3 separate regions of the Mus musculus genome follow, and regions 1 and 3 are each linked to region 2. Evidence: chromatin contacts called from public HiChIP or PLAC-seq and promoter capture Hi-C data. All regions are on one chromosome and are shown on one strand. Each heading gives the region's core, a stretch centred on a gene start, on an enhancer-like site or on the middle of the called end of the contact. The rest is flanking DNA. Distances are from core to core; before and after follow the strand shown.

Region 1 (2,700 bases), core at 142-2,641, 240 kb after region 2:
CATGGCTGCGATTTCAGCCTGGAGACAGGGCTGCTAACAAATGATTCCATTCGTGAACACCTTTGTCAATACCCAGCTGACAAGCTGAGGAAGGGGTTGTTTTAACCCCACCCCCACCTCTACCCCACATGCCTAGACACTGAACCTTTCAGTTTTATCAACAGTACTGAGAGACCACGCCAAGTAGAGGGCAAGAATTCCCAACCATAGCATGCAAATCAGGCTCGACATTTCATTTTTTTTAAGTCCATTTGGGGAATTTTTAAAAACAGAGCGGCACTGAGTGAGATTATTGAGTAGAGCTTGCAAAAGGTGTAACCTTTTCTTTGGCCTTTCCCTTCAGTCCTCCAGGACCACCCAGGTGCCTGAGGCTCTCTCCACCTCTCAGAAATAATAGCCTGCTTATAAGGAGGATTAATTACCATAGCTGTCTTCATATGGATTTCAATCCATGAGGTTTTTCTCTGAGGCCACAAGTTTGTGCCTGTACTCTGTATTGAGCGTTATTAAAGGGGGAAAGTATATTTTGCATATATCAGGTACCCCAAATATTTTTCTGGATAAACTAGTCTTTTGTCGTTGTGGAGGAACTAGGAACCACACCTACCTAATTTAAAAAGCAGTAGCCCTGTCTAGACTCCGGTAGAGGGATGGGCTCTTTCATTTGCTTGCTCTGAGGAGGAAATAGTAACTACTCTTCAAGAAGGAACAGAGCAGAGGTGGAAGCAGAAGAATACAGCTTGAAATTAGAAGTAAAACTTCAGTGCACTGTTGGCTTGCCTGTACTATCATGAGTAGGAGAGGCTGGGGGGGGGGGGGAGTTGGCAAGCTGCAGGGAAGGTGGGTGGCATCTCATCCCCCACCCCTTACAGCTTCAGCTGGCACCAAGCAATGCCAGGTCTGCTGGAAGCAGCTCTGGAAAAGGCCAGCTGGAGGTGAGGGGGCAGTCCTTTCTCGTTTTCACTTCCAGAGACATTTTCTAGATGTTTTGTCATACCTTAAAACACAAATTAGGAAAAGAAACCACAAATCATTCCCAAACCATATTTGGTCATTTATTATGTTGATCTTCTTGCTCATAAAAATTGTTTGTTTGTTTGTTTGTTTGTTTGTTTGTTTTTCAGTGAAATGATCAGTTCCTTGCACCAGGAGATTTACAAAAGATACAAAATAATTTTTTTTTAAAAAAGCTTCTTAGTTACTTGATTTCAGCCTCCTCCTTTGGTCAAGATAGCATGAGTAGTTTTCTCTAGCTAGCCACACTTAATTTATAAAAAGCACTGACGATTCCTTTGGAAACCTGTGACCTACAATCTCCCCGCCCTCCATCCACGGAGGAGAGACTTAGTCACCACTTGGTGTTGCAATAGGTGTGACTCACTGAGAGAAGTGGAAGTCTTCACACATGCAGGTCTCAGAGCTCCGCAGACCGCAGGCACCTTGAGAGGATCAGCTTGACGGAGCTGCACTTCCTTCCCCTGGACCACAGCAGGAAGGTGACAATCTGCAGCAGCGGAGCAAGTCGCCCTCAGCTTCTGCACTGCGAGTCATCTTCAGCGAGGTAACCGATGACTGTCCGATCGTTTGTCCCTTCACTCATGTCCTTGATTTTCCGTGTTCCTATAGAACAAACCAAGTTGTCTTTCAGCTGAGGTCAACTGTGCTTCTTTAACAGTTTGAGAAGGATGGGAGCAAAGTCCATCTCATACAGAAATGATCTGGGCGGCCCAGGAACTTGACTGAAACTCTCCTAGGACAGGGCTCTGTGACTATCCTGTAGCATCCTGCAGTCACAACCAAATACCTCTCTGTCTCTCTCCCTCCCTCCCTCCCTCATCACTCAATTCCTATTTGGCATCTTCTGTGGCTTTGAAGACTAATGAGAAATTGGTGACCTCAGCTTTCCAAGAGTTGTGGACATGTTAAAGAGTGCCTGGGGGTGGACCCATAACCACCAAGTGCGGACTAATCTGTTTCTCCACCTACTTTCCCAGTATTATCAGTTTCTGTAAACACATGTAGATGAACACTAAACTAGAAAAGAAAAACAATGTTGGGGATGAAGAAAAGTATTTCTAAGGAGCATGCTGGCCCAGGGTTCTGAGCTGTCAGAAAGAAAAAAAAATCCACATTTTATGATAAAGTGACTTGATATTTCAGATGCTCATGCACACACTAGGGTTTCAGCTGGTGGGGGCAATAATTCTGTAAAGCCTTGTGACACTCTTGGCCCAAAGCTAGGGTCCGGGTTTTATATATCTTAGTGTCACCTGGCACATATTAAATGCTCTGAAATACCCTTGGCTAGATGAGGCATGATGTAAGAATGGAAAGTTCTTTCATTTTTTGTGCTGGATATTTTCACATTTGAAAATGGTGTCCAAGTTTTAGACTAAACCTTTATACAAGGAAAACTTGTTACTTCATACATTGCAAGAGACAAGACCCTTGTGACAAATGTCATATTCTCAAGGGATATAATTTAAAAACACTAACATTTTCCTCTGGAGCAAAGCTAACTGTGGTTAAAAGACAGTGAGAGATTTGAGTATGCTCACTGGAGTGATACACACATATACTCAATTCTAAACTTCCTTTGGGACCATACGTTATAATAGCATTCTGCATGAAATCCCTTCCAGCTAGCAGTTAGTATTTTGTGGTCATAGATTTAAGAGTGACTCCTAATGTGCCATTACC
Region 2 (2,700 bases), core at 130-2,629:
TTCAGGGTCTTAAAAGAGAGCCTGGGCCCAAGAGGCAGCTGAGAGGAGGTTGTGTCAGTAGGATGGTGCAGCTGAGATACTGTGAGACCTGAAGTATTTGAGGGGGCTTTGGGGACAAAACCTATTCTCAGACAAGTCACAAGTCAGAGCAAAGCTACTCTGAGCCTTGTAAATGATTGTCATAAATCCATAGGCAATTAGAAACCTAGGGACTGACAACTGGGAAAGGTATTTTTAAAAGCAACAATAAAATAAGTTACTGATTGCCAGCTCTGCCCATCATTTTGAGCCATGAAAAAAGAAGGCCAATCTTAGGCTTAAATTAATAGCCTAGCCTCTTGGTCCTGCTTGGCTGAGAGTGAGGGCTGGATTCAGTTCAGCCCTGAGAGGTGTTTCATAAATGGTCTGCTTCCTGATAGTCTTCTGGACACTTTAGTGTTAACAGTCTCATAAGGTTGTTTGGTACCAGCTCTGAGTGACTTGGAGCAGAAAAAATAGAGGTTTGATATTGCAGGAGGGTATGGGCCATTAATTTACATATCAAAGCCGGGACTATAGGAAATTTGTCATCACCTCAGGGATTGACCTACTGTGTTCGTTATTGTCCTCATTGCTGCGACTAGCTGCCTGATAAAAGCAGAAGGAAAGGGTTTATTGTGGCCTGTAGTTTGAAGTACAGTGTATCATGACAGGAAATGCAAGGCAGCAGGAGCTTGAGGGCAGCTGGTCCTATTGCATCCGCAGACAGGTCCCAGAGAGAGGAATGCTAGTCCGCCACTCACGTTCTCCTTTTTACTGACGGTCAGGACCCCAGCTTATCTGATCATGCTGCCTACACTTAGGGTCGGTCTTTCCACCTCCATTAACTCAATCTAGACACCCCCCTCACGGACATGCTCTTAGGTGAGCCTCTTAGGTGAGTCTAGATCCTATCCAGTTGTCAATCAAGGCAAACCATCAGACAGCCCCACCTAGATCCAGGTGGGAATGCTGCGTACTTAACTCACCTTCTCCAATCAACGTGAGAACGAAAGACAGCTGTGACTGTCACTTTTCACCTATCTAGCTTGCCTAGACCCCAAAGGTCAGAGCAGCATAACGCACAGAAAATACAAGCCATGACTGGACCAGCAATTTCCACCATCATTCCAGGCATCCAGATCATGGGGAACTCTACCCAGCTTCTGAGCCTTCTCTCAAGGCTACACCTCAGGGCCTCAAAGTTCACTGGACTGCTTCTCACCATTCCCACTGGCTCTTTTGACCCAGAGCTGTTCTGTGCTTTTTCAGGAAATGAACTGGATGAAAGTCCAGGGGCTGGAACTTCCTCCTTGGTGTGTTTGACAAGGACTGACGTACTCTAAGCCCTTTGAATCCCGGAAGTCCAGAACACACCCAACCTGATTGATTGCAGCGTCCAGCATGCTGGATCGAGCGTAGGTAAAAGAAAAAGCAGACAGCATTTCAACATGAGGGACCCACTGACGGACTGTTCGGTGAGTAGCCCAGTGCAGTGTGTGTGTGCCTGTGTGTACGAGGCTAGGGGAAAATTTATAGATTAGTGGTTTCTAAGCTGCAGAAATTGGAGGCATTCAGAAAGCAGGCGTGTTTAGATTTTGGCTGTGGAACAGAAGTCTGCGGTTTTTCTTTGGTTAAGCTTAAAATAGAGCCCTCTTGAAAATGTGACAGTCATAGCCGTCTTTAGTTCTCAAATTGATGGGGAAAGATTTGGGTGAGTCTATAGCATCCTACTTGGATCCAGACGGGGCTGTTTGAGAAGCAATATTAAAGCTTGCTTGATGAGGTGCCAACATAGTCAACATCGTGTGTAGAGTAGACAGGGAAGCTCACAGACCGTCTGCAATGCATTTGGGCTCAGAGATTGAGTCAGGGAAGGATTTGCCTCCCCTCCACACCCTTCAACCCATTCCTGCTTTTTAATCAAACAGCTTGAGAGTTGTGATCCCAAAAGCCCTCAGGACACAGAACAGACTCCCATTGTGTCAGCCTGGTAGCTGGTTCGCCAGCCTGCTTGCTCTGGTCCTGGGATCTTCCCTGCCCCCCTCCCAATACAATATTGATCAAAAGTCCAAAGACACACAGCACAGTCACTAATGTATTATTAGTGGCAGAGATTTGACCTAGGAGACAAGATGCAAAGGAAATAAAGGGAAGGGAAATTTGTTCCGAAACCAAAGTAATCAAGGATTTTCAATGTCTTACCCAAGCTGTAAAGCGAAAAACTTGGTGACCTCAGAAGCCAGGAATTGTAGCCATGGTTCATATATTTTATTGAAAGAAACAAACCAACCAACCAGCCTGTGGAAAAGCAAATAGGAGAAATCTGTGAGGAAGCCATGATCAGCAGAGGATGCAGCTTTCCTTGTTGTTTATTCAAAGGGCAAGGAAACCATGGGCTTAGGAGAGGTGGAATTCCAACTGCTATTGGACAAACCTAGTTCAAGAATCCTGAGGCTGAAGTGAGGCAAACATCTAAGAGATTAAGAAGATAGCGTAGCACCAGTTCCATTAAGCATTAAAAAGATATGCTTAATGAATACACAGATTCCAACACCACACTTGAATGACAATATTGAGTGAACCCCCACCTCACCCCTTACTTTGGCACACAGCCTCAATCTACTCGGCATTGGGTGGTTATGGGTAACCTTTTAGAGAAATTTGTTCTTTTCTCTTTGT
Region 3 (2,700 bases), core at 43-2,542, 230 kb before region 2:
AGGGACAGAAATGTGGGGTGGATTGTAACCCATAAGACCTTCCTCTAATGCTCTATAGCAGTGAGGATTTATAGTTTAAAGGTTCATAGCCTCCACCAACAGAACAGCTGTGACCCGTGCGGGGAATATGTCTATGCAAATCATAATAAATATATTCTCTTCATTTATACACAGTGTCAAAGTTATAATTTTCCAATGGATTGGTTATTTTCAATAATTAATTTTCAGGTAATTTCAAATTTACAGTTGTTGCTAAATGGACATAGAGTTGACAGATTCTGGGTTTCCTCATGGTTAATATTTTACTGTATTCATACTATGGTCTGTGCTCTCTCTGTAGCATATGCTTGTGATCTTGAACTCCTTATCTTTGCCTTGTGAGAGCAAGTTGCAAATCTATTGTCCAGTTACCTTGAATCACTTGACCGTGCACTTTGCCCAACAATAATGATCTCCAACATAACCAGTGAGAGCACTAAAACTTAGCAAACAAACTGCCATTCAATTCATAATATCGGCATTGTAAACTCAACAATAGGTCTTTTTTCCTTCTGTTTCAGGATCCTGTCCAGGTGTATACATTGCATATAATGCTCATGGCTCTTTGAACTCTTGATTAAAAACAGTTTCTCAGCTTCCCTTGTCTTTGGAACCCTTGACAGTTTTAAAGAGCACAGGGCTTTAATTATCCAGAGATAAGGTTCTTTCTAATGTTTCCTCGTGAGTCATCTTAGTTAACACAGTTTCAGGACTCAGAAAGAATGCTGTGTTCATCTGAAGACACTGTATCCGAGCTGGAAGATGCATGCATAGCATACCTGTCCACTATTGTGGATGTGAAACCTCGGTCGCCTGCACGACAACCTTACCCACAACCACCTGCAATGTCTTCTCTTTTGTAACAAGTTTGGATTTTGTATGAAGAGTTTTGAGAATTCTGCCAGCATCAGCTTCTTATCAAAACTCAATCCACCAGCCTCAGTGATGATTGCACCTGAATCAACTCCCGCTGGCGTGGTAGCCATTCTTCCTACGCTGGCTGGCGTTCTGTTAGAACTCAGGTGCTTCTCTTAGCCTTGCTCTCTTCCCTTTGAAGTTTTTTCCAGCTCTCTTAACTGTTGGGAATTTCAGGTATGATGTTCCTGATTCTAGATCTAAGCCCTCTGCAAAACCAGTTCCATTTAGCATGTGGAAAGCAGGGCCTGACTTGGACTGCTCGTCACTCTGCTGTCTGTGCTCACACAGTTGACAGGGAAGCTGTGTCTCTAAGCAGGAAGGTGCTTAGTCCTCTCACCCGCCCTTCTGTGGTGGACCCCGACCTGCTAGATTCCTACTGTGTTATGGGAAGAGAAGACAGCTTAGAACTGGAACCAACAGGAAAACCTTTCTCCACGAGTGGAGGATAGAGTTTGGAAAACATTGTTTTCCTGTCTACCTCAGAGTTGGAATAAGTTCATTAACTTTAGGCACATTAGCCTTTCCTTTGTAGGTGAGGAGGCAAAATCCAGATAAAATATCAGAGCTTCCTGGCTTGTAACACTGCGCCGAGTTAAAATTGACAAGGGAGAGAAACAGGCTGGGTTTCCTGTATGTGCAGACCGCCACATTTCTCCAGGCAGCTTCCTTTCTGTCCAGATAAGGCTTGAGTGGACACTTGCGATCCTGACTCTTAATTATGCACTCTGCTTTAAGCTTCCTGTTTCCATGGCACTGTTACTGCCTTTCTGAGATACCACAGTGGTCTATGATCAGATTTCCATCAAGGGTTTTTGTGATCAGAGGCCATTTTGCTCCTCTGGGCGACTTTCTGTGTCTGTAATCTTAGATCGATTTTGGCGTTTACTTTTGAGATGGTCATTTAAACATCAAACCACATTTTCTTTATTGCAGTTGCTGCTATGTACTCATACTAGGTTTAATAGAGTTCAGTCTAATTCACTCTTGGTTAAAAGTATTTCTTTTTTTTTGAGGCATGAAATCTATATTCTTCTTTGGCTTCATGAACTCTGCCAGCTTGACTGAATGTTCCCTTTATGGGATACAATTTAGATAATCTTTAATTTTTTTTAAAATTAAGAAAATTCCTATGTATGTATATATGTATATATGTTTGCCTGAGTTTATAGGAACCACATACCATGTCTGAAGAGGCCAGGGGGTGTTGAATCTTCTGGAATAGGCAAAACAGGTAAAACACCTGATGGGGGTGCTGAGAACTGAACCCAGAGATATTCATTCTATAAGAGTAGGAAACACTCTTACCTCTTAAGCTATCTCTTCCACCACACAGTTATATATTCTTAAATAGTTTCACCACAGGCCTGTGGGCTTGTCTGTGGGATGTTTTCTTGGTTGATTGATGTGCGAGGCCCCAGCTTACTCTGGGTAGTGCTTTCCACGAGGAGGTGAGCCTGGGCTTCATGGGAAATGTAGATGATCATGCCAGTAAACAGTAGTCATTCCTCCATTGTCAGTTCCTGCCTTCAGGTTCTTGCCTTGTGTTCCTGCCTTGGTTTCCCTAGAGATAGACTGAATCCTGCAAGGCAAGTCAACTTTGCCTCCCCAACTGGTTTTGGTCATGGTGTTTATCCCAGCAATAGCAAAGTATTTGGGGCAAGGAACAACAATCATTTCTCCAATTTTTAAAAAATTATTAATTCTATTTGTTGAGACTATAATATAATTGCACCACTCCTCCCT

Evidence for each region. Promoter capture Hi-C pulls out the DNA fragments that hold promoters and counts their contacts. HiChIP or PLAC-seq counts read pairs in DNA pulled down with a chosen protein or histone mark.
Region 1: an HNF4G HiChIP or PLAC-seq map of pancreatic cancer cells shows a contact between it and region 2. The contact joins the promoter of Dhrs9 here to the promoter of Nostrin in region 2. A contact is called at or near these places in 4 of 39 promoter capture datasets (embryonic stem cells, hippocampal neurons and stem cell-derived epiblast-like cells), 1 of 484 Hi-C or Micro-C datasets (bone marrow-derived macrophages), 1 of 115 datasets of contacts at active chromatin or transcription factors (pancreatic cancer cells) and 1 of 9 other capture datasets (embryonic stem cells).
Region 3: a contact with region 2 is called in a promoter capture Hi-C map of liver. The contact joins the enhancer-like site here to the promoter of Nostrin in region 2. A contact is called at or near these places in 4 of 39 promoter capture datasets (liver, maxillary cranial neural crest and pre-B cells), 2 of 484 Hi-C or Micro-C datasets (both in liver) and 1 of 115 datasets of contacts at active chromatin or transcription factors (microglia).

Annotation. Positions count from the first base shown.
Region 1 is chr2:69,379,071-69,381,770 of GRCm38.p6, forward strand. Dhrs9 (dehydrogenase/reductase (SDR family) member 9) reads left to right here and starts at 1,392. Exons shown (of 5, transcript NM_175512.2): 1 at 1,392-1,561. It overlaps Gm36393 (a long non-coding RNA gene), which reads right to left. Exons shown (of 6, transcript XR_003953850.1): 5 at 1,382-2,700.
Region 2 is chr2:69,134,421-69,137,120 of GRCm38.p6, forward strand. It overlaps Nostrin (nitric oxide synthase trafficker), which reads left to right and starts at 1,380. Exons shown (of 16, transcript NM_181547.3): 1 at 1,380-1,496. The coding sequence starts at 1,470.
Region 3 is chr2:68,899,574-68,902,273 of GRCm38.p6, forward strand. All of the region lies in intron 1 of Cers6 (ceramide synthase 6), which reads left to right. Among named protein-coding and RNA genes, the nearest start is that of Cers6, 39 kb to the left of the region's middle. Within about 2 kb of position 1,293, at least 46 of the 459 cell types and tissues checked have an H3K27ac peak or open chromatin away from gene starts, as enhancers often do. A contact at or near this core is called in liver, where this site is marked.